Linked DNA regions of Sus scrofa: regions 2, 3 and 4 are each linked to region 1. A link is a contact called in public HiChIP or PLAC-seq data. All regions are on one chromosome and are shown on one strand. The core of a region is the stretch at or near the end of the contact, and the rest is flanking DNA. Distances in the headings are between cores, read along the strand shown. Region 1 overlaps SORL1 (sortilin-related receptor). Region 2 overlaps LOC106504896 (a long non-coding RNA gene). Region 3 overlaps LOC106504896 (a long non-coding RNA gene). Region 4 has its middle 23 kb from the start of SORL1.

Region 1 (4,017 bases), core at 609-3,108:
CTTTGCAGTGGCTTTTTAGGACTCCCAGAGGCAAGCCCTGTGATATCGGGAATCTCCTATGAGGAAAGATGCTTTGGGAAAAGTCCAAGGTATTATTAGTAACTAGCAATACCACCATTATGCGGACAGGCAAACTTCCAGGAAGAGATGGAACTGGATTACACCCCTAACGTGCAAGGATCAAGCCGACAAACTTGGGTTTGGGTCTGTTTTTGGTCAGAGGGCAAAAGCTGCAAGGCTCCTTTTCTGAAGAACATCGACTCCACCCACGACACACCATCAGCCCCCACCCCCCCACCAGGAGGTGCACAGGGACAGCATGCTGAACGGAGGGGTAGGTGACTCCGTGTTTACTCATCTCAGACACGAAGACGTAGGAGCAAAACAAAGCGTTCCACTTCTTACTCTCAATTTCAATTAACAGCAACAAAGAAAACGGCCTCAGCGGAGAATCAAGGCAGAAGCTGAAACAAGCAAGAGTGAACCCGTAGTTCCCTGTGCTCATCAGGAAGAGAAAGACGTGAATAATGTCAAAGAACAACCAAAAAACAAACCCCACAATGTAATCTGACTTGAAGCGATGTTCCAACCTCTGTCCCCACTAAAACGCTTAGTGATGTCACTGCTTCCTCCCTCAGGTTGGGTGCCCTCTGGGTCAGAAAGCCCCTCCCTCCAAAGCTGCCTCAGAAACATCCCGGACCCACAGCCACGGTGGGGCTGGACAGCTCCCAGAGGATGTCGCCCTCACCTCTGTGTCCTCGGTTCCGAGAACAACATCTGGCTCATTGTGGATATTCAACATATGTTTGTGTAATTGACCTGAAATGATGCCTAACAGAAACAAGCTCAAGTTCCATCCAGCCTGGGTCCTAACTCCCAACAGGCACATTCTCCCCAAGCTGCACACCTCTGAGGACTCCCCCCCATCACATTTGAGCTCCAAGGGATGGTCATTTACAATAGAGCACAATGAGTGCGCCCCCCACCCCCAGAGCTGTGCAGCTGCCATACTACCCCACGCCTTCCAGTTTTATAAATCAGGAAAAGAAAAATCTCAGAAGACTAACTGTGCAAGATCTATTTACTAAACAATCCAATGTTTACTAAGTGCCTGCTGGCCCGCATAAAATAGAAATCCCTGTCTATGAAGGCCCTGCTAACGAGTTGAGGAATTCAGGCATACGAAAAGGTAACTAAGAAAGGGAGGCAGTACATGATAAATGCTGTATCAATAAGACAGCCGCTGAAAAATGCTATGCGGCTCAAAGGAGGGAGCCATGGCTAGGACTGGGAGAGACTGGACTTGGGAGGGCCTGCAGCCCTAGACCAGCCACAGAAATCCAGCTGGGTCAGAAGCAGCCTCCTCTTGTGTGGCTGGAAGGATCTGAACTAATTACAGTATTATTTCCTGCTTCTCTTCTGATGAAGCTGACAGCCCACAGGTCAAAAGCAAAGCAGCAGGAAAAGCAAAAAAAAAAAAGTGTTCTTCAAAAAAGGGGCCTCTGAGCAACATACTGAGTAAACGGCAGGTGGCTTTGCTACCTAGATTTCAACCAAGCTCAGACTGACCTATGGGACATATGCACCTGTTAACATAAGGCCTGAACAGAGTCTCATGTGTGCAAGCGCTTTATCTGAACCATACACCTCTTAACGACCTACGCAGAGGAATGCTGGTGTGTCCACAGCCCTCAGGTCTACAATCCCAAAGGCATTGTCCAATGTCTGGGGAGGGTGCTGTAATTTTTCTGGCAGCAGGTGTATTTTCATGTTTTGCTTCAGCTAGCGAGCAATGACGCTGTGTTCCCTGAGCACATATGCACCGACAGATGGTGTAAGAGGACCAGGCTCACGCTGCCTACTTCAGAGAAGCCAGCTTGGAATGCAAATGCAAACTGGAGAAGCATTAGAACAGGGAAAACCGTCTCTGCAGGCTGACTGCTGAACACAGGATGAAATGTCTCCCCAGGAAGCCAAACTATGTCCCCCACCGGAATTCTCATGCAGTGTCCTAAACATCACCTGTTTACTTGTGGATCTAACCCCGAGAGGATGGATTCCATGAGGGTGGAGGAAAACATCAGATTTCTCTTTAGATACACCTCACTGGGCACCATCAGTGCTTTCGAAATGTGTGAGCTGGGAATTAATAAGTTACTGGATAAGTAAATGCTGACGTGCATGTGGGAAGCACTGAGCTCTGGGACTCTCCTCATCTGGCCAAACACCAATCCGAACATGGGTGCAGAGTGCTCTGAACGCACAGGGCTTCTTCTGACTCCTGGCTCGAAAGCAGCCGCTGACCAGAGCCACACAGACCCGAGAGCAGCCAGCTGGACCGCAGAACACCGGGACTCTGCTTCCTAGAGGCCAGGCCACTGAGCGCATGTCCAATTAACCACGGAGGAAGCCAGCTGCTAAGATCCCCTTTTTCAAACCACCCGCCTCTTTTTGCTGCTGGCCCTGTTTCTAAAAGGAGCAAAGGAAAAGCAAGCTTTCTTCCTTGCATTCAACAAGATGATTACAAAAGCCCTCTCAAAAGCAAGAAGTGAGAGCTGGTCAGTCCTGACCCAATGCTAAATGATTTACCTTTTGTTCTAATTTGGACAGAGTAATGAAAGAACTGGTTCTGATGAAATCAGACTTAAAGTCTTGACATTTTTGCTTTTCAGAGGAATACACTGAAAAGAGTATAGGACGTAATTTAAAGACCTGTGTGCTGATTACTGACAAATGTGGGTATCTTGGGCAAGTTTTACCTTGCCGAGCCTCAGTATTCTCATCTGTAAAATGAGACCATTAACCCCAAATGTCCTTTCCAGGTCTGTCTGTAGCAATCCCAAAACCAAATGTATCACAGTAAAAGTCACTTGGCCATCAAGTAACATGCATTCTGAAATTATCATTCATGTGTCATTTATTATTATTCTATGAGTAACTGTCACATACAAAGCAAAAAAAGACAACAAAGAGTCTAGTCAATTTTTAGTCATTCTTAATTTATATTTATACTTATACAGAGCTATGCTTTTTCAAATCAATAAAATAACATGATTTGTTCCCCTCTGAGATAGGAAGGGCAGATTGCTATTTTCATTTTTTTTTCTTTTTCAGCTATACCTGTGGCATATGGAAGCCCCAGGCCAGGGATCAAATCTGAGCCCCAACTGTGACCTATACCACAGCTGCAGCAACACAGGATCCTTAACCCACTGAGCCAGGCCAGGAATCAAAACCAAACCTCCTTAAGCACCCAAGTCGCTGCAGAGATAATGCCAAATCCTTAACCTGCTGTGCCACTGCAGGAATTCCTATTATTCCCATTTTATAAACAAAGAACGTTAAAGCGATTTCCCGAGTCACAAACTGTGCTGTCAATATTATCTAGTGCTACATCGAAGTGGTCCACTTAAAGTTACAGAGTTGAACTTCTGGGAGAACAGTGAGACATTAACAAGCTTCATCAGACACTTACTTTAGCTCGTTGGTTTCCATGCCTTGGGCGATCGCCACGATGATGCCGCCATGGTCTCCCCACGTGTAGTAGTGCGGTCCAGGAAGAGCCTGAAGAGAGAGAGCCCGTGCTCGCGCCACTGTCCTGAGGTGGCCCAGCAGACACGGTACACACCACACGTGCATGCACTCTCTCACACACACACACACATACACACACACACACACACACACACACACACACACACACACACAGCAGGAATGCTCCCATCCGAATACGATTTTCCCATTTCTGGAGCACCTGACATCTATTAGTTCATCTGGTCCACACAACCCTGTGGATGGATAGACCAAGTTCTCACATTTCATTTTTTTTCCCAAATGAAGAAACTACAGTTCCTATCAAGTGGCAGAGGCAGGTGTCAAACTCAAATCTCTGACCCTCACCAAGCAGTGATTAAAAATTAACCAACTGCCCTACTGTACAGCACGGGGAACTATATCCAGTCTCTTGGGATAGACCATGATGGAAGATGATATAAGAAAGAGAATGTGTGTGTGTGA
Region 2 (4,017 bases), core at 628-3,127, 180 kb after region 1:
GACAGCTGTGCTATTCTCCAGCTGCAGACAACTGGGTGAGTGTTTAATGCAGAATGTGTCCATCATCTGATTCAAATAACTCCTGGCATTTTTCCCCCTTTAGTCTTGCTGGGTGGTTTGCACATGTGCTCTGTAATCTTCTTGGAGTATTATTATTAATAGCTGATCATGAAAATATTGCCCTTTAAACATTTAAAAAATATTTCATATACCCTTAAATGTGGCTTTATTAACTCCCAGATTTTTTCAAAGGAGGGGAAAAACTCTGCGATTACTGATGGAAAAACAGGATTAGCTATGTAGACATTCACTTCGTAGGAAAACTGTCAGGAGCATGCTAGTTTCATGTAATTGAAATACATCTTTTTATATACCTGCTTCTGGGTGAGAGGCAAGTCACAGGAATGGGGTTTTCCGGGGGCCTGTGAGGAGGTTGCATCTGTCCACATCTCGTCTTAATGATTTTCAGACCTGCCACTTTGAAAATAAATTTGCCTAATGTTTTCCCCTTCTATATCAGAACCCCAGATACTGAGAAATCTCAACCGAAGACAAAATAATTCATGAGAATCCAGAGATGACATTTACTAAATCATCAGAATGTCAAGAACCACCCTGATCTCCAGTAGGACCAAGAGTTGTCCAAAGGGAGTTCCCAGGGTGGCTCAGTGGGTTAAGAACCCTACACAGTCTCCATGAGGATGACGGTTCAATCTGTGGCATGCTCAGTGGGTGAAGAATCTGGTATTGCAGCAAACAGCAGCAAAGGTCACAGATACAGCTCGATCCAGTGTTGCCGTGGCTGTGGTATAGGCTGGCAGCTCCAGCTCCAATTCCACCCCCAGCCAGGGAACTGCCTCAGGAGCCACCATTAAAAAGAAAAAAAAAAAAAAAAAAAAAAAAAGAGTGGTACATAATCCCACAGGGAAAGGAAGTGTGCACAAGCACACACTGGATTTTATTTGGGGGCTGTTTCTTGGCGTATTTTGGTGTTGTGGATCCTAAACTACATGGCTGGGAATGAACAGTAGAGCTTTAAATGCAGCTAAAAGGAATATAGCAGAGAGCGTGCATCATCTCCTGGCTGAGGAGAAAGATTTTCTAAAGACAAGGAGGGAGTAGATGACCTTTCCAGAGCCCTCTTGTCCGAAGATTTTATGATTCCGTGCACGTCCTGTGTCTAGACATGAAGGGTGGGCGCTTCTGCTTTTGCTGCTGTAAACATGCGCAAAGTATAACTGCGCCACCTACAGTCAGATCTCAGAAACTACGCAGCCTCAGCCAGGAAAAAACGAAACAAAACAAAATAATAGGGGAGGAAAAGACCCACCGGAAAGAACAAAATTGTAGGGTCTATGACAATGAATATTCTCCTCCAATTATATTTACCTTTAGTCTAGGCTTTCAAAGCAACTCTAGCTTTCATGCCTGTGTTTTGCACACTTGTCAATATTCATTCGTGTATTCAATGCCTAATATATAAGAGATATGTTCATTTCGTGAGAAAAGGACTCTTCCTTTAAGTGAGAAAGACCTGGACAGGTAAGTTAGCTGACCATGGTTATACAGTGACGCAAGCCAAGACCCAGGTGTTTGTTTCCAGCCATCAGGGCCCCAGAGGACACAGGGTTAGAGCTGGCCTACCAGCTGGTGGAACCAGATCCCACAATCTCTGGCTGCAGGGCCCTGGTGGTCCCTGGGTTGGAGTTGGCTGCAGATGGGTGGGGCTGGGGCCCAAGGAGGCCTGGGGCTGGTGAGAGCCTGCTTTTGAGCACCCTGGATACCAACAAAGTTAGCAGAGCCTCACTGGGCCTAGGGTTAGTGTCAGTCCACCAGGGGGTGGGGCCGGGCCATGTGGTGGGCTGGGGGCTCAGGAGTTTCTAAGGCAGCTGGCCTGCTGGTAGGTGGTGGCATGCCTAGGCTGCGGGCATGCCAGGACTGGTGCCAATCTGTTGAAAATTAAGCGAGATAATTCATGTAAAGGGCTCTGCACAATGTCTTATGCAAACTCAATATTGGGAGCTGTTTAGGATACTGGAAAGGTTTAATCCTTATAAAAGAAGGAACCAGTACTTGAACCAATGTATTTTTTTAATACCCTATCTCTTTCTGTTATTGATTTTCCGTGTGCTCAGAGAATACACTTTGTATGATTTCAGTCTTTTGATACTTGTCCTAATGTTCAAATTTTCATATTCATTGCTGCTGAGCCACAATGGGAACTCCTCTTCTTATCTTTCTTAACAAAGTTACTTCTTAGGGAAATCAAGTTTCCCCTACTTTATATGAAAATCTTATAGACTGGTTTTATAGTTTATGGCAATGCACTTTTAAAATTATTTAGCAACAAATAATTTAGTTATCTTACAGCACTTATAAAGAAAATTTTCAGTCAGTGATTTTAGTTTTACTTTTTTTTTTATCTTGTTTTTTTTTTTAGGGCCACACTGGCGGCATATGGAGGTTGCCAGGCCAGGGGTCCAATCGGAGCTTTTGCTGCTGGCCTATGCCAGAGCCACAGCAGCGCCAGATACGATCCGCATCTGTGAACTATACCACATCTCATGGCAACGCCAGATCGTTAACCCACTGAATGAGGCCAGGGATCGAACCTGGAACCTCATGGCTCCTAGTTGGATTCGTTTCCACTGTGCCACGATGGAAAATCATAGCTTTACTTATGATTTTCCCCTGTATCCCCTATCTCTAGTTCACCTCATGTCTTTTACTCTCCAACTTTTAAATTTTTTAATTAATTAATAACTTATTTTAGGCTATTCCTACCCTGTGGCATATGGAGTTCCTGGGCCAGGAATCAGATCCAAGCTTCGGCAATGCCAGATCCTTTACCCACTGTGCCGGGCTGGGGACTGAACCTGAGTCCCAGAGCTCCAGAGACTCTGCTGCTCCTGCTGCACCAAAGGGGGAACTCCATCCTCCAATTTTTTAGAATGTTGTGCCTATTTCTGCTATATAGCAAAGGGACCCTGTCATATATAAATACACACACACACACACACACACACACCCTTTCTTGTATTATCATCCATCATGATCTATCCCAAGAGACTGGATGTAGTTCCCTGTGCTACAGAGTAGGACCTCATTGCTTATTCATTCTAACTGTAATAGTTTTCATCTATTAGCCCCAAACTTCCAGTCCATCCCACTCCTCCCTCCCTCCCCCTTAGCAACCACAAGTCTGTTCTCTATGTCTGTCAGTCTATTTCTGTTTTGTAATTATCCTCCAATTTTAAGGCCTAAACATCTAGGCTTTCTTCTCCCTGCAACTGATTTCTATCAAGAGCTTACCCTAGGTATAATGACAATAATCACTGAACCTAGAAAGAAGAGGCATTAAGCACAATTTACATGAATAATAGGCTCTGTTAACATTTAATTGAATGTTTCTAACTTATTTAATCTTATTAGGTAGGCAGTATTTTCATCAATTTACAGATGGAGAAACCAAGGTCATACAATCTGCAAATGGCAGAGACGAGACTCTAAACTGTTTAAAGCTCTGAGCGTCTATAATGCCTCTGAGACAAATTACCCTCCAGCTGAAGTTAATATCCTACTAGGGTTGTCATTTCTTGGTGTAATCAATGAATAATTTTGAGGATCTTTTTTTGTATGTAGAGCAGTGCGTTATGTAATAACTCCACACTGATTCATTCAACCCCCTAATCAGTTCTTGTATTACTGACCCATGTATGGTCAGAGTCCAGTACCAGAGGGTTTTGTTTCCAGTGCGAGTACAACTCTGAGAGAGAAAAAAGGAGAGCCTCTCTCCTTGATGTGGGAACCGTCTTCGATTCCTCTTTACTTCCTTTTCTTTCTTTCTTTTTTTTTTTTTTTTTTTTTTTTTTTTTTTTTTTTTTTTTTTTTTGCTTTTTAGGGGCACACTCACAGCATATGGAAGCGTGCATTGAATCAGAGCTACAGCTGCTGGCGTACACCACAGCCACAGCCAGGCAGGATCCGAGCTGCATCTGTGATCTGCACCACAGCTCA
Region 3 (4,017 bases), core at 1,004-3,503, 160 kb after region 1:
AGATGCCCTTTTATACTAAAGTGTGATATGTACTCATTCATTCATTCATTCATTTATTCTATGGGTTGGTTAAAGCTAAACTGCTGTAAAAAAAAGTAAATCCCCCCCCCTTTTTATGGTCTTTTTGCCATTTCTTGGGCCGCTTCAGCGGCATATGGAGGTTCCCAGGCTAGGGGTCGAATCAGAGCTGTAGCCGCTGGCCTACACCAGAGCCACAGCAATGCAAGATCCGAGCTGCGTCTGCAACCTACACCACAGTTCACAGCAACGCCGGATCATTAACCCACTGAGCAAGTGGCAGGGATCAAACCCGCAACCTCATGGTTCCTAGCTGGATTCGTTAACCACTGTGCCCTGATGGGAACTCCTCCCCCTTCTTTTTCATACACACTCCCAACCTGAGTGGCCCAGGCTGGCAGCTGCACAGGGGCTCACCTTGGGTCCCCAAGACTTGCCGACCTGCCATCTAAGGGAGTGATGTCATTGCGTGATCAAGGTGAGCCCACCTGTATTTCAGTTTGTGGGAAAGTGAGAGAGAAGAGCTCCAGAGCAAACTGCTTATCTGGGTTTTTTAAAATCTCCCCCCCACCACATATTCACATAACTTTTTATGTTTTATCTTTTTAAACAAGCAATAACTTTATTTTTAGAGTGATTTTATGTTCACAGCAGTATTAATTAGAATACAGAAAGCTCCCATATCCCCCTCCCCAGATGTTCACATACTTGCCAAGTTCAACTTTCTGCGCCAGATGAATACATTTGTTACAATACCTGCACCTACATGGACATATCATTTTCAACCAATGACCACAGTTGACATTAGGGTTCGCTCAAGGTTGTGTATGTTCTCTGGGTTTGGACAAATACGTAGTGAGCTATATCCACCTTTGTGGAATCATGCGGAACAGTTGCACTGACCTAAAAATCCTCTGGGCTCTACGCATTGGTTCCATCCCCCAGCCCCTGACAACCACTGATCCTTCTACTGTCCTCATTGTTTTGCCTTTCCCGGCATGTCAAATAGTTGGACTTTTCTATATGCAGCCTCTCATACTTTTTAGTATTCAGCCTTTTCAGATTGGCTTTTTTCACTTAATGATAGGCATTTAGGTATCCTCCATGTCTGTTCATGTTTTTTTAGCCACGAGTAATTGTCCATTGTCTGGATGTATCTTCTCAACTCCCAAAGGACATCTTCATAGCTTTCGAGTCATGACAATTATGAATAAAGCTGCTATACATATTCATGTGCAGTTTTTGGCTGGACGTAGCTTTTTCTATTTTGTTTATCTTTTAAAACAGCGGCTCTTGGAGTTCTCGCTGTGGAGCAATAGGATGGGCAGTGTCTCTGCAGCACCAGGATGCTGGTTCAATCCCCAGCCTGGCACAGTGGGTTAAAGGATCCAGCATTGCTGCAGCTGCAAGAGCGGGAACTCCATATGCTGTGGGGTGGCCAAAAAAAGAAAAAGAAAAAAGGCAAAAACCAGGAGTTCCCATCGTGGCTCAGTGGTTAATAAGCCCGGCTAGTAACCATGAGGTGGCAGGTGTGATTCCGGGCCTTGCTCAGTGGATTAAGGATCTGGCGATGTCATGAGCTGTGGTGTAGGTCTCAGAGGCGGCTCAGATCCCGCATTGCTGTGGCTGTGGTATAGGCCGGCGGCTACAGCTCTGATTCGACCCCTAGCCTGGGAACTTCCATAGAGGTTAAAAGACAAAAAAAAAAAAAGGGGGGGGTGGCGAAAACCAAAAAATCCCAGCTCTTAATTTTTATTAGTCTTTTCTATTTTCTTTTCAGTCTTAATATATTTATTTATTAAGGCTGCACCCACATCATATGGAAGTTCCTCGGCTGGGAACTGCAGCTGCTGGCCTATGCCACAGCTACGGCAATGCCAGATACAAGCTGCATCTGCGATCTACACTGCAGTTTGTGACAATGCTGGATCCTTGACCCACTGTGCAAGGCCAAGGATTGAACACACACCTTCATAAGTACTAGTTGGGTTCTTAACCTGCTAGGCCACAACAGAAACTCCTATTTATTTATTTCCACTCTGATCTTTGTAATTTCCTTCCTTCTAACTTTGGGTTTATTTAGTTCTTTTTCTAGTTCTTGAGATACTTGAGATCTATCTGGGTTTTTTTTTTTTATTTGTTTGTTGTTTTCTTTTTGGCCTCGTAGAGAAGCTCCTGGGTCAAAGACTGAACTGTGCCACAGCAATGACGTGGGCTACTGCAGTGACAATGCTTAACCCACATGCTGCAAGAGAACTCTAAAATCTTTCTTAATATAGGCATGTATCTATGAACTTCCCTCTTAGAACTGCTTTTGCTGCATTACTAAATGTTTTGATACGTTGTATTTTCACTTTCATTTCTCTCAAAATATCTTCTTAATTTCTCTTTCGATTTCTTCTTTGACCCATTGGTTTTTCAGTAGAATGTTGTTTAATCTCCACATATCTGTGAATTTTCCAGTTTTCTTCCTGCCACTGATTTCTAGTTGCATACCATTGTGATTAGAAAAGATGCTTGATATAATTTCATTCTTAAATGTATTAAGACTTGTTTTTCGGCCTCACACATGATAGAAGAAAACCAAAGGCAGAGTAGGGGGCTTAGGGAGTGTGAAGAGTGGAAATTGCAATTTAAATAGGACGGGGTAGGGAGGGGGCGTTCCCATCGTGGCTCAGCGGAAACGAATCTGACTAACATCCATGAGGACGCAGGTTTGATCCCTGGCCTAGCTCAGTGGATTAAGGATCTGGCATTGCCCTGAGCTGTAGTGCAGGTCGCAGACACAGCTCAGATCCCGTGTTACTGTGGCTCTGGTGTAGGCTGGTAGCTATAGCTCCGATTCAACCCCTAGCCTGGGAACCTCCATATACCTAAGGTGTGGCCCTAAAAAGAAAAAATATATATATATATAGGAGAGTTGAGAAAAAACAAACAAATCTAAGATTTTGGGGAGGTCCCTAGTGACCCAATAATTAAGGATCTGGGGTGGTCATAGCTGTAGCTTGGGTCCCTGCTACGGCTCGGGTTCAATGCCTGGCCCAGGAACTTTCACATGATATAGGCATAAAATAAAATAAAATAGGACAGTTGGGAATGGTTCCCTTAAAAAGTGACATTTCAGCACAGGTCCAGAAGAGATGTTGGAGTGATCCATAGCTATACTCGAGGTGAAGAATATTCCAAGCATAGGGAACAGCTGAGTTTGGAGGCTCTGAGGGTGGGGGCCTGCTGGCATAAGGGAGGGCAAGAGGGCAGCATCGAACAGAATGGACAAGGGCTTGAGGATGAGAACTAGTTAGAAATGAGGTGAGTCCTTGGTCTGCAGTGTGTAGATAATGATCAAAAGCGCATCAATCTGTTTCAAAAGTAGCTAGTGAAGACCCATTTTTCATTTGTTTATTTATTCGTTAGATAATGGATTGTGCTTCTCTTCTCTGCCCGGCCCTATTCTATGCATGGGCAACCTAATAATGGATTCGATAAAGACTTGCTGTAAATCAATAGAGAGAGATAAGGCCTTGCCCACACAGAGCCTAGATTCTCTCAGGTGACAACATTTATCTTTTAAAGATATAAAGGTTTATCTAGTATGATGGTAAATTTTTTGTGTCAATTTGACTGGGCCATGAGATGCCCAGCTATCTGGTTAAATGTTATTTCTGGATGTGTCTGTGAAGGCATTTCTGGGGAGATAAGCATTTGGATCTGATTGCCCCAATCAGTGTGGATGGGCATCCTCCAATCCCTGAGAGCTGAACAGGGCAAAAAGTGGAGGAAGGCAGAATCTTCTCTCTTTTCTTGACTGCTTACCTGAATATCTGTCTTCTGCCCTTGGACTGGGACGGACGCCACGGGTGTTCCTGGTTCCCGGACCTTCAGGTTCAGCTAGAATCACACCGTCAGTTTCCTGGGTCCCCAGCTTGCAGATGGCAGAACGTGAGACTTCTCAGCCTTCATAATTGCCAGCCTATGCTACAGCCACAGCAACGAGGGATC
Region 4 (4,017 bases), core at 383-2,882, 140 kb after region 1:
AAATTAGGAGTTCCTGTCGTGGCTCAGTGGAAATGAATTTGACTAGGATCCACGAGGCCACAGGTACGATCCCTGGCCTCACTCCGTGGGTTAAGGATCTAGCGTTACCGTGAGCAGTGGTGTAGGTTGCAGACACGGCTCAGATCTGGCATTGCTGTGGCTGTGGTGTAGGCCAGCAGCTGTAGCTCTGATTCAATCTCCATATGCCAAGGGTATGGCCCTAAAAGACAAAAAAAAAAAAAAAAAGGTTAAAAATTACTCTCATTTTTGGCTAAATATTGGAACTTTACCTTTAAAAAAAGACCCCAAACAAAACAGAATGGCACCTACGTTTTGAGGATTTCTGTCATGGATGCTTTCTCTACCACAGAAAATGAAAATCATAGAAGAGAGTGCCGGGCTAGGGCCACAGAGATGCCAGTAAGAGGTGTGTGTCCACATGTCATAAAACTGAGAGCTGCTGGCGAGTATTCATCAGTCACCATGATAACCACTTGTTGCAGACTATCTATCTCATTTCTTCCTTAATAGCTCTGTGAGGAGGGCGCTATTATGACCATGTCGCAGATAGTTTAGAAAGGGTAAGTACCTTCCCATCTTCTTTTTAATTCTAATTTTTAAACTGAGGCATCATGGACAAAACGGTGTACATTTAAAATGTACAACATGATGATTAATGTACGTGTACACTGTTAAATGACTGCCACCACCAAGTTAATTAACCCATCCGTCACCTCATATTATTACCTTTTTTAAGGGGGGATGGTGAGAACACGTAAGACCTACCCACTTAGCAAATTTCAGGTATATGATATAGTAACATTAACTACTGTTACCATACTGCATATTAGGTCATCAGAACTCATTCACTGTGTAACTAAAAGTTTGCACCCTTGATCCGTATCTTTCCATTTCCCTTCACCCCCGGCCTCTGGCAACCACCATTCTATTCTCTGCTTCTGAGTGCCACCTTTTTTTTTTTTTGATTCCACATATAAATGATACCGTATTGTATTTGTCCTTCTCTGTCTTAGTCCGAGTTTTAATGATAAAGTGGGAACAGGATTGAACCCAGATTATTCTGTACCATAATGTGTCTGTATTCTGTATTCTCTGGAAGGAAGGAAGGAAGGAGGAGGCTTTGGCAATGAACTCAACCTCTTAAGAAAATTATCCTCCGAGTAAGAAACATTTTCCCCGTCACCGTTTTTTTGTTTTTTTTTGTTTTTGTTTTTGTTTTTGTTTGGCTGTGCCTGGGCAGCTGGAAGTTCCCAGGCCAGGAATCAAACCCTCCCCACAGCAGTTACCCAAGCCACCGCAGTGACAACATTGAGTTCTTAACCTCTAGGCCACAAAGGAACTCCCCGTTTCCTCTCTTTAACCCTTTCTCAGCTCCAGATATGGAGCCCGCACTCAGAGGTCTAGGAGATCTTTCACTGTCTGTGCACTATGGCTTATTTGGTGTTGACAGAACTCATTTGCTTATAGGACTGAGGAGTCTCCTGCCAGAGAACTTATTCTGAGAGAAAGAGCTGCCAGCAGAGGGGCAATTCGAACTACAGCATGGTGTCAGTCACTAGGACTTGACCCCTGATCTCATCTCTGAGTCCTACTGAGAACAAGGAAGTAGCTAATTAGCTGGTCTAGTTCTAGCCCTCTCCGGACATTACTATTGCGTCCGTGTGGCTGGTTAGAGAAGCTTCTTAGAGCAACATAGGAAAAGATGTCTTCGCCATTGTTCGACCAGCGAGCCCATTTTCCTCGACACTGACACTGCCATTTACAGCCACTGCGGGTGTCTCCTGGCAGCCATGCTCCAGTTTGGTGGCGCTGCCCACTCCTTCCCTTGCCCCACCCCTCCTACTCCTGATTGGTGCAGTGGTGGGCTCTTGATTGGAGCTGGGCCAATCAGAGTCTCGTCTCAAGAATTAGAAATTGGCGCCTAGAGAAGGCTAAAGGCAGGGACTGTAGCATGTGAACTTGCCAGCCTTTCCGCCAAGTAGGTGGGTGCACCTAACAGTGCAAAATCAAATGAGTTATAGAGAGAAGAGCAGAGCCAAAGTGGAGAACAAATATGGGTGGCTTTCTGGCCTTTACTTCCAGTCCGCTTCCTCCAGCCCTAGGACACACCCTAGTTTTTTGTTTTGCTTTTGTTTTTTACAATAAATTCTATTTTTTTCTTAAACAAGCTTGAGATCTTTTCTAAACTTGCAAAGAATTCTAACTTTTCTGAGTTTTATGAGCTTGTACATCATATAATCTGTTAACTGAAACTGTGATGATAGGTCCTTTTCCCTATAGGTAAATTAATTTTACTCAATCCTGAAGCAATAGTTTATCTCTTTATCTGTTCTCACAAGGTCAGGGAGAAGGTAATGGATCAGTACCACTGGTAAGCAAACAATTTAAAAGCAAACGTACTTTTGCTAGTGCTAGTGTGCATGTATTATCTTGGAATATGATTGACAGCTTATTAACTCTTTTTTTTTTTTTTTTGTTCTTCATGTAGCCTGCATCCCCAAAGATATTAGGAGAACAAATCTTGTACACAAAACCACTTGCTTTTCTTTATGTCCCTAAAATGTGGGGCAGGAAGACAAAGTCTTTGCTTTTGTCACAAATCAGGTAGATAAACCAGGAATCCAACAAGGGTCTTGGTAGCTGGAGACGGAAAAGGGAATGAGCAAGAGTGAGGGCCAGTGGCTCTGGGGATAAATAAGTCAGTTGTAGGGTCTAAAGCACTCAAGTCTGATACATGGTTTTATGGCAGAGCAGAACTGCAGTCTCCCTTCTTTCTTCAAATCCCCTGGAGAGATAGCCAAGAGTGTAATGTGGCAACTATATTAGTCTTCTTTGGCTGCCACAACAGAGTACCACAAATTGGGTGGCTTACACCAGGAGAAACTTACTGTCTCATGGTTCTGGAAGCTGGAAGTCTGAAATCAAAATCTTGGCAGGACCATATTCCCTCTCATACCTATAGAGGGGGATCCTTCCTTGCCTCTTCCAGATTCTGGAAGCACCACTCCCATCTCTGCCTTTGTCATCACTGGGGATTTTTCCTATGTGTCTTCATGTTGTCTTCCATCTGTGCACATTTGTATCCACTTTACTTCTTTGTATAAGGATACTAGTTATACTGGATTAAGGGCCACCCTAATCCAACATGATTTCATCTCATTAATTACATCTGCAATGAGCCTATTTCCAAATATGGTCACATTGAGATACAGGGGTTAGGACTTCAGTGTATCTTTTGGGGGTAGGAAGAACAATCCAAACCATAGCAGCTTCCATTGGGATTTGGCAAATTTGAGCTTGACTTGAGGCCATGTAAATATCCAAGGGGTTTGTTGCAGTTGGTCTGTTAAGGAAGCTGATGAACCTCAGAAATGCTGAATTGATTGGGCAGCTTGTCAGAAGACAAATTTTATGAGGACCCAAGAATTTACCCTAAGAGAAGAAATCACCAAGCATGTGACTCTGCTCAAAAAAGGAAGAGGGGCAATTTTGAGGACAGCATCTAGTCAGTTTCTTAGAGGGCCTCTGGCCCCAGTAATTATTGGAGTGAAGGGATCCAGGAATGAAAAAAGGAAAGTGCTGATAACTCCATCAGTCGTATTATAGAACCCATACTCATGACTGCCAGTGGTCCCCAAAATGAGTACCATTATGGTTTCTAGGATTCCATCTATACCTTCAGATTGATGACACCCAGGAACCCCTCCTTACAGCCAAATCAGGCAGGTGGCAGCATGGGGGTGGAAAGGAAGAGATAGCAAGGGGCCACATCAGTTGGATCCTGGTATCAATAGTATCAACTCTGGCCCCTGGAGAATAAACAGAGACCTCTTAGTGGGATTTCAATCAAGTGGGATAAGGCTCAAGGCAGGCCTACAATTCCAACATAAGAACTGAATTGCAATTGAGAAGTGGAGGTAAAAATCCCTTTGAATGGCTTGGGCACGTGTGAGTGGGTATAAGAAAAGGCTGATACAAAGGAGTGCTCATAATTAG

Evidence for each region. HiChIP or PLAC-seq counts read pairs in DNA pulled down with a chosen protein or histone mark.
Region 2: an H3K27ac HiChIP or PLAC-seq map of skeletal muscle shows a contact between it and region 1. The contact joins two enhancer-like sites. A contact is called at or near these places in 1 of 5 promoter capture datasets (liver), 9 of 47 Hi-C or Micro-C datasets (alveolar macrophages, embryonic fibroblasts, epiblast stem cells and 4 more) and 2 of 2 datasets of contacts at active chromatin or transcription factors (alveolar macrophages and skeletal muscle).
Region 3: a contact with region 1 is called in an H3K27ac HiChIP or PLAC-seq map of alveolar macrophages. The contact joins two enhancer-like sites. A contact is called at or near these places in 2 of 2 datasets of contacts at active chromatin or transcription factors (alveolar macrophages and skeletal muscle).
Region 4: an H3K27ac HiChIP or PLAC-seq map of alveolar macrophages shows a contact between it and region 1. The contact joins two enhancer-like sites. A contact is called at or near these places in 2 of 2 datasets of contacts at active chromatin or transcription factors (alveolar macrophages and skeletal muscle).

What each region holds. Positions count from the first base shown.
Region 1 is chr9:48,552,837-48,556,853 of Sscrofa11.1, reverse strand. SORL1 (sortilin-related receptor) reads right to left here. Exons shown (of 50, transcript XM_021063014.1): 13 at 3,476-3,564. Among named protein-coding and RNA genes, the nearest start is that of SORL1, 120 kb to the right of the region's middle. Within about 2 kb of position 1,858, at least 26 of the 83 cell types and tissues checked have an H3K27ac peak or open chromatin away from gene starts, as enhancers often do. A contact at or near this core is called in alveolar macrophages and skeletal muscle, where this site is marked.
Region 2 is chr9:48,373,896-48,377,912 of Sscrofa11.1, reverse strand. All of the region lies in intron 2 of LOC106504896 (a long non-coding RNA gene), which reads left to right. Among named protein-coding and RNA genes, the nearest start is that of SC5D, 19 kb to the right of the region's middle. Within about 2 kb of position 1,877, at least 19 of the 83 cell types and tissues checked have an H3K27ac peak or open chromatin away from gene starts, as enhancers often do. A contact at or near this core is called in alveolar macrophages and skeletal muscle, where this site is marked.
Region 3 is chr9:48,391,192-48,395,208 of Sscrofa11.1, reverse strand. The region is part of intron 1 of LOC106504896 (a long non-coding RNA gene); the gene reads left to right. Among named protein-coding and RNA genes, the nearest start is that of SC5D, 36 kb to the right of the region's middle. Within about 2 kb of position 2,253, at least 15 of the 83 cell types and tissues checked have an H3K27ac peak or open chromatin away from gene starts, as enhancers often do. A contact at or near this core is called in alveolar macrophages, where this site is marked.
Region 4 is chr9:48,410,371-48,414,387 of Sscrofa11.1, reverse strand. No RefSeq gene overlaps it. Among named protein-coding and RNA genes, the nearest start is that of SORL1, 23 kb to the left of the region's middle. Within about 2 kb of position 1,632, at least 1 of the 83 cell types and tissues checked has an H3K27ac peak or open chromatin away from gene starts, as enhancers often do. A contact at or near this core is called in alveolar macrophages, where this site is marked.